Linked DNA regions of Rattus norvegicus: region 1 is linked to region 2. A link is a contact called in public Hi-C data. All regions are on one chromosome and are shown on one strand. The core of a region is the stretch at or near the end of the contact, and the rest is flanking DNA. Distances in the headings are between cores, read along the strand shown.

What was found. Hi-C and Micro-C count contacts between places; a contact is called where the count stands out from the background.
Region 1: a contact with region 2 is called in a Hi-C map of frontal cortex, with 1.8 times the contacts expected there. The contact joins the enhancer-like site here to the promoter of Nrp2 in region 2. A contact is called at or near these places in 2 of 12 Hi-C or Micro-C datasets (frontal cortex and hepatocytes).

Annotation. Positions count from the first base shown.
Region 1 is chr9:71,842,655-71,846,858 of GRCr8, forward strand. No RefSeq gene overlaps it. Among named protein-coding and RNA genes, the nearest start is that of Ino80d, 140 kb to the right of the region's middle. Within about 2 kb of position 2,692, at least 18 of the 93 cell types and tissues checked have an H3K27ac peak or open chromatin away from gene starts, as enhancers often do.
Region 2 is chr9:71,614,460-71,618,755 of GRCr8, forward strand. Nrp2 (neuropilin 2) reads left to right here and starts at 2,795. Exons shown (of 17, transcript NM_030869.4): 1 at 2,795-3,148. The coding sequence starts at 3,076.

The DNA of each region.
Region 1 (4,204 bases), core at 1,442-3,941, 230 kb after region 2:
TGACAGCAGGGTTCTAAGGTGTTAGCAACCTTAAGTTAGTTGCTCCAAGATCTGTGGCAATTTGTGTTAGAAAGTGACTCCACCATAGCTTACAGCTCCGGGTAGCCCTGTATGTAAATGTGTGTAGCCATTTTTTAAGTGAGCAGGAGGCTTGGAGCAGCTAAAGGCCAGATGGAAGTTCACACAAACAGTGCATGAGAGAGGAAAGCCTCGGTATCCAGTACAGCAGAGCTATGGTCCTCCTCCAAACTGCAAGAAATCTGAAGGAGAAACATTATTCTAGAATAGTGATTCTTAACCTAGTGGGTTAGAAACTCTGAGATAAAGTCAGGTTATAGATAGGAAGCTACTCATTTGAGATGGGACACCAAGCATGGTTCAAAAACTTGTTTGTATATGCATGTATGTGTGTGTATGTATGTATGTGTGTATGCATGTATATGTGTATGTTTGTATGCATGCATGGTTTTTTTGTTTGTATGTTTTGTGACAGGGTCTCTTTTTGTAGCCCTGGCTATCCTATCACTCTGTAGACCAGGCTGGCCTCAAACTCATAAAGATCCTGAGTGCTGGAGCTAAAGACATGTGCTACCGTGCACAGCATCAAACTTTAAAAAGGAGAAGAGGGTTAGGAAACAGGAGGAAGAAGGAAGAGGAGGAGGAGGGGGAGGAGGAGGAGGAGGAGGAGGAAGAGGAAGAAGAGGAGGAAGAGGAGGAAGAGGAAGAGAAGGAAGAGGAAGAAGAGGAGGACATGTGCTACCGTGCACAGCATCAAACTTTAAAAAGGAGAAGAGGGTTAGGAAACAGGAGGGAGAAGGAAGAGGAGGAGGAGGGGGAGGAGGAGGAGGAAGAGGAGGAAGAGGAGGAAGAGGAGGAAGAGGAGGAAGAGGAAGAGAAGGAAGAGGAAGAAGAGGAGGAGGAGAAGGAGGAAGAGGAGGAGGAGGAGAAGGAGGAAGAGGAAGAGGAGGAGGAGGGAGAGGAGGAGGAGGAGGTGGAGGAGGAGGAGGAGGAGGTGGAGGAGGAGGAGGAGGAGGAGGAGGAGGAAAGAGAATGAGACAATCAGTGTGGTCTTGCCTGGTCATCTACTCATTCATCAATCCAACTGCTCTGAACCACCACTGCCTTCTACACACCAATACCACGTTATGGTGATTAGGTACCATTCATCCTATTGTTACTTGGTTGCTGTGACAACAGGCAATCCCAGAGTTTCAGTGGCTCTCAACAGCTCTCACTAACTAGCATCTCTCCCTTGGTTCACAAGATGATAAACTTAGTGAAGCTGGCATCCTCCTCCTGTGTCTTCTCAGTCCAGGACAGGCTGAAGCAGTGGCTCGTGACTGGACATGCTACGGAAACCTTGCTAAACCACACAACTGCACCTGGAGCCAGTTGCACATGGCCACACACTGGGTGTGGCCCCACTCCCTCTATTGGAGCCACAAGAGAAGCAGGCATACATAAATCATCACCAAGCATTTGCAAACCACCAGGCTGGAGATTTACTTCCTGTCAGTCAATATAAAGGTAGAAGTCTGGGGCAGGGCCCTTAGAGTCAGAGAACTGGGGGGCCACTGCTGGGGAGGGATACATTGAAAATCTGTCTCTCACTCTGATTACCCCCAAAACGGAGCTCCATCAGCATCTGCCATATGAACCAAGGTCAAGGATGAGATCTCCAAAAGGGAACTCAACACCCAGATATTGATCCTGAGGTCACGATAAAATTGCCCCATTTGCATCAGCATGGAGGGGCTCCCAGTGAAGCCTTGAATGATGTCGCCCCATTCCGTTGGCCTCCGAAAAGAGAGTGTGAAATGACTTCCTTTGATCAGCAGGGACAGAATCTAACTGAACCACGAGGAAACAGGAATTCATACATTCACAAAATACCTATATCATGACTCCTCTGTGTGCACTATGATGTAGCTGCAGAGACAAAACCAGATCCCCTTCTCAAAAAACCAGCTGAGTGGCATCCCAGCCTTATTCGAGGAGCAGTCCGCTACGCTTCCTCGACTCAATCAGTTTCATGTAGCAAGTCAGTGACCGCAGAGGGGCTCCAGCAGGCTGTGTTGGAGCCAAACCACTTGCCTCTCCCCTGTATGTTTCTCAATGAGTTGTAACTCTTCAAGTTGCTCTCTCAGGCTCAGGATGCAGGGCCCACTCCTCCCTAACAAAAGGAAAGTGTTAGAGAGTACCACATGTACCCAAAAGCAGGTGTCAGCTGTCTGTGACCAGAGGCACCAAACAAAAGACTCCAGCAATTTTTTTAATTATGTAAATGATGAAAGCTGTTTCTTGCTATTTTCTTTCCATCAGAACTCTTGGAGCATCCGCGGCTTTGATGAATGAGGCCATATCCAAAAATGGTATTCGTGTTACCCAATAAAGACACCACAGGATTGTTCCAGGCTCAATTTTGGCAACTTGCTCAATATTCAAGCTGGGATTTTTTTTTTTAATTTATTTTTTTCCCCTTGTATCTTATCGACCAGGTACAAAGGGATGTTGTTTAAATGAGAAAATCTCTTCCTTTGCTTACTGTTCTAAACTCAGTGGGTTCTCTTTGCAGCCAGGTGAGGGGAAAGTTGCAATTTCAATGCAGAAAGCCCTTCTGAATGCCTGCGGCCTGGGAGGTATAATGAACAAGGCTCAGTCTTGGATCACTTCCCAGACCCACAACGCGAGAACGCTGTGGTGTCTAAACAGAAGTCCCTGGCTTTCTTTCAGTCCCAAGTCTTATTAGGCTTGATGCTTCTTTATTATGTTTTGTTCTGCATCTCTAAATCCCCTTCTGAAGCATAATGCTGCAAACATGGGGTCTGCGTGCCCAAGAGCATTGTCCCTGGGTCGCCATGGTAACTCAAGCACATCCACCAAGCACTTTCCTTGCCTGCGCTCTGAGCTTGCACCTTGCGCACACCCAACCCGTATTCCCCACCCCCCACCCCAGGGAGCTGGGGCTGAGGGGGTTTACAAGCACAAGCCAGGAGAGCCAAAGGGGAAGTATGACTGTGTGTTATCGACTTTTTTAAAATACCTTGAATACACGTTCAGTTTCTACTCATTACGGCTTCACCTGTGCCGAGAGAGGAGCTGTCGGCACTTGATGAACAGCCTGAGAGGCTGTTAGGTTTCTCTTTGGTGCTGGTGGGTTACAAATGCCAATATGTGGCTTTCCTAATGATAGGACTTTATACTTTATAGCATCTTTCATCAGGGAACCTCAAAGCATCCCTCATTAGGTTCCATAGCCCCCCGAGAAGGAGGTGGGTAGGTGAAGTAGGTCCCCCACATAGCAAGCCCAAGGCAAGAAGGGGCCTCCAGCTACCTGCCTAGACATAAACAGGACCCAGCCCCACACACAGGGCATGGGAGCCTGTGTCTGAGGGAGCTGTTCCAGTGGTTTAATTATACCACAGTTGAGCCCGTCATTTGCATTTTTAATTCTACTCATTAAACTGACTGTTTCTGTCAAGGGAGACTTGTTTCCACACATCTCAACGGCCCAAATGCCTGTAGCCGGCCTTGTTCTGCAGTAACCAAGCACGCGGACATAAAAGCCAGGGGCACATTCCCTTGGTCCTACATCACAGTGCAGGTAACCTCCCTTAGCAGAATGGCATCGGGTCTGAGGCAACCAGGAAGTGCCAGACTCTTTGGTAAACGCAAGGTATCTAAAATAGTCCTCACGCCCAGAACTTCGGTGCTAAAAACAGGTGGTGCCCTGTATACAGAAAGGCGTGCTGTTCACAGATGTAGAGAGGGAGCCTCGGAGAAATTTCATTAATCCGGAGTAGACAGCTAGGCAAGGGTAGAGGGAATCGAGGCCATTTCCACATGGCTCCTACAAAGCCTTACCCTGTAGGTCAGCAGCACAAGGCCCACGTGAACTGGGATTATCTCTACTTCATTTCCAGTTGGGACCCAGAAAAAATAAGCAAGGGATGCAGAGAGCCATCTGAGTGCCCACAGCAAGTGAGGCTCCACGCCAGGGCCTGGGTCTCGCAGTGTCCTTTAATCTAGGAAAGTTTCCCTGATCTCAGGGACCAGCTCCTCTTTCTGAGCCACCTATCAACTTCTTCTGTCACACGCCTTTCATTTAACTTAGTTTATATTTGTTTGTTTAGCTCTCTATCGGGGTTGGGGGTACTTGTGGAGGTCTGACAGAAGCTGGCTCTCACTTCCCAGCATATGGGGG
Region 2 (4,296 bases), core at 1,545-4,044:
GGTTCTCCCTCCCTCAGGCCATCTGCAGTACCTGAAGCCTTCAGCTGACTGCAGTGAAGTTCTGCAAGACAGAGACAGAGACTCCCAAGAAGCAAGTTGGCGCCCCCTTTAGAACACCTCTGAAAGAATGAAGTTCATGATGCCGGAAGCAGAATCCAGGAACAGAACACTGGATCTTACTGTGGCTTTTCCCAGAAGCAAGGAGAACCCAGGAAGTAGCCAGATGGGGACCCTCAAGTCTGAGGCCCCAGGCCCAGCAGTTCCGGGTTGTCATCCTTAGGGTTTCCCAATGGGCTTTGGGTTTCCTTCTCACTCTCTCCTGTCTTCTCTCTGTCCTCGCCTAAACCCTGTCTGTAGTGTACTCAGAAAGCTGCTGTGTCTAGCTCTAGTCCAAATTGGAACGGTTTGGTAGCCTGAAGAGCAGTGGGGTTGTGAAACTAAGTAACTCTTTCCTTGCAGGCCCTGCTAATGCAGATAGCGCTGTTTGTCCTTGGATTAGTGTTTTCTTAACAACACAAACCAGGATTTGAGTTTAAGGCCCAAAATCCAGACTTCCCCTCTTCCTTCATCAAATATTTGGGACTGGGAGATCATTCTTTACTATTGGACGTTAAGACAATTGTAACACTGGAGCTTTAGTGATAGCGGTTTTCTCTTAAGCCTAGGAACAGAAAAAAAAAAAACAAAAAAACAGGGAAGGGTAAGGAAGGATAAAGGAAATCAAAACTAGCCCCTAAGAGTTTTTGAGGTGGTGTGTGTGTGTGCGCGCGCGTGTGTGTGTGTGTGTGTGTGTGTTGCCCTCTGGAAGAACTCAGGGGGCCTCTGACTCCTGACCTTTTCAGCCAAGCAGTAAGATTAACCACGTGACATCCAGCCTCTGGACTTCCACTGTAAAACCCCTCTATGTCTTCATTTAACTAGTTGCAAATCACTTCTGATTCAATTTTGTTTGGGTTTATCTCCATGTAAATAACAGTTAAGTGAGAGTTACAGATTTTTTTTCCAAACACTGACTGTGATAAACAAAGCTAATGGCAAGTCCAGATAAGAAAAGAAACGACCCAGAACCCATAAGTCCACTCCAAGGGAAAAAAAAATGGATAGTTAGATGTGCATGTCCTTTGTCACCCAAACTTGTTTCTTAATCTGCAGACTGCTAGGAGAGGGATTGAAAAGTTTGCCAGGCGTGTTGTATTGAATCTTGATCATGGTAAAGCAACGGTGCCTGGTGAATATGACAGCTGGGGATCATCCAACCACCCTCAGAAACAAAGATACAAGTGTTCCCGGGACTGTTAGCTTACAGCACCTTGAAACAGTTTTCATGTCTCCACTTAAAAATAGGTAGCATAATGCTATTCTCTTTCTGTCAACATTGTGACCACTTTCCTTGAGGAAACATGAACAGAAGTAGTTACAGTAGCATTCCAAGAGGCCTTCCTGTACCTGTACTATGTGCGGAAGCTTGAAGGTGTATTGGGTGGCCAGGGGACAATTTAATTGCCTGGGGAAATTCTTTATTCAATAAAATCGTTCCTCGTTTAAAGATAGTTATAAGTTAAGGGCGCAGGTTGAAGTAAATCCTAACCCAGACCACAGAGGAGCCTGTTCCGGACACAACAAAGGATCTGAGAAGTAAACCCAAGAAACACTAGAGGTTTGCTTCAAGGAAAGCTAAGGTTGCCTGTGTGTGTGTCGCCGCCACGCATTGCTGCCTCTGAGAACACAGGGCTGAGCCCTTGACTGGCTCCCTACGCCAAACACAGTCCGCCACCCAACTCCCGTAACGCCATGGCAGGTGGCATTGTGTTGGATTCTGAGTGTGTGGCTTCCGAGTCTCGGAATTTGGTGGGGAACAAGAATTTCCCGGGCTCCTCGGAGTTTCCCTGCGGCAAGAGCAGCGCGCCCTGAAGGGAGGGCGCTCCTTGCTCCGGGTGTGACAGACACACCCGCAGCCCGGCATGGAGCTGCGCGGGGCAGGAGGGAGGTGCGGACTGGGATAGGGGCGGCAGGGTGGTGTGGCACCTTAACTTTGATCGCGCGGTCGCAGGGTTGAGAGCCACCGCCGCCCCGCCCGAGCTGGGTGCCGCGGTCTTCGGCTCTGCGCCGCGCGTCTCCGCGGCTGCCTCTTTAATCAGGAACACAGAAGGGGCGGGCCCTGAGCGGGCGCGTAATCGGATCGCTCTGCCGCGGCTCTGACATCCACATGCTGCTCGGCCTGAAAAGGCGAGGGGGGAGCCGGAGGGGAGACAGAGGAGGCGAGCGAGGCACCAGCCCGCAGCCCGCCCCCGGCACATCCTCAGAAGCACAGACACTCGGCCCGGCGCTGGGCGAGGTGGAGGTGAGGGCGGGCGCCAGCGAACTCGGAGAGCCGCTCGCACACTCGCGGGCGATCTCAGCCGCCGCCGCCGCCGCCGCACCCGCAGCAGCACCAGCAGCACCGGCCACAGCAGCTTCCTGCCTCGCTCTCCCCTCCAGAGACTGGCCAAGCGGGTGTAGCCGCTGGGGAAGGCTCCCGCTTAGGGGAACCCGGAGAAGACTAAGAGCCGGGCGCCTGACTGCCTACCACTCCGCCTGTCCAGCGGTCGGTACCTCTGCCCGCGTGTGTCCTGGGTGCCGGCAGACCTGTGTCAGTTTGCGCTTCTGAGATCACACAGCTGCTTAGGGGCCGTGTGATGCCCAGGGCAATTCTTGGCTTTGGTTATTATTATTATTACTATTATTTTGCGCTTAGCTTTCGGGAAACCCTCGTGATGTTGTAGGATAAAGGAAATGACACTTTGAGGAACTGAAGAGACCATACACGCGTTTGGGTTTGAAGAGGAAACTGGTCTCCGCTTCCCCAGCTTGCTCCCTCTTTGCTGATTTCAGGGGCTATCTCTTAGTGAGGTGGAGATATTCCAGCAAGAATAAAGGTGAAGGCAGACGGACCTCCAGGACGCAGGAGGAAAACGCTGATCATTAGAGACCTTTGCAGAAGACACCACAAGGAAGAAAATTAGAGAGGAAAAACACAAAGACATAATTATACGAGATCCCACCAACCTAGCCCTGGAGAGAGCCTCTCTGTCAAAAATGGATATGTTTCCTCTCACCTGGATTTTCTTAGCTCTGTACTTTTCGGGACACAAAGTGAGAAGCCAGCAAGGTAAGCCCTTCAAAGTTTTTCTATTCATTTTTACATGGTTCCCCCTTTAAGGGCGACTGCTAATGCGGAGAAGCCACTCAGAACCGCTCAGGAGGAGGCTCCCTCAATACTCAATAATTTAAAGGGAGATCTCCGTGGCCTTCTTTATACCACCAGGGCTGCTAAACCCAACTTTTCTCTCTTGCTAAGGGAGTGTGTGTGTGTGTGTGTGTGTGTGTGTGTGTGTGTGTGTGTGTGTGTGTTTTGTAACAGAATTTGGCGGTGTTCAGATGTCACATATGGACTGAATCAAAGGTTTAAAAATACTACAAAGCCTTTGCATTACAGTTTTGGGGATTTTTTTTCCTCCCTGTCTTGAAGCAGAACACATCTCCCTTGAGTTTCCTCAACCTAGCCAGTGAAATATAAATCACTTACATTCCCTCTGCTTAGCTACATTGAGCAATGTTAGCTGAAGGGCTTGGGAAAAAAAGCTAGAGTCTAGCTTTGCTTTTCAGATGTGTGGATTCTTTGCAGAATGGGAGGATACATCTCAGAACTGTAGGGTTGAAGCTAGTGGAGCGAGCCAGCTTGTGGCTGAAATGGAAGCTTTCCCGTGGGCAGTTGATAGTCCCCGCTCTCTCGTGAATCTGTGTGTTTTCTGGGAAAGCAAATCATGTTCTTTAAATTTTTTTTCTTAAAAGATAAAACAAACTGCATGACCCTCGACAGTCTCCTCATGTGAAGTGGTTAGAAAGTTTTGAGTGGAATTTGTTCTCAAACACTGCCAAAAAGGGTGTGTGGACACAGGCTGCAGAGATAAGCACAGCAGGGCCTAGGAGAGGCCAGGGCCAGCTCTTGTGGAGTGCGACAGGGGATACTTCTCTGAAAACAGGTCTCTGGGAATGCGGTTCTTCCACTCTGGAACTGCTTCTGGGGGTGTTTCCCTCCGCTCTAAGACAGTGTCTGGAACCTGAAAAAACTCTTAGCGTTTGCTCCTACAGGTGACTGGGATGGGAAACCATCTACCAAGGAAATGGGGGATAAGAGAAGGAGGGAGGAAAGATAGAGACAAAAACTCTATTACCTCGAGGCACTTGGCGGAGACAGCCAGCCGCGGTGGTGGGTCTCCTTCCTCACAGCCACCCTGGCGCTCCGCACCGTGCTTA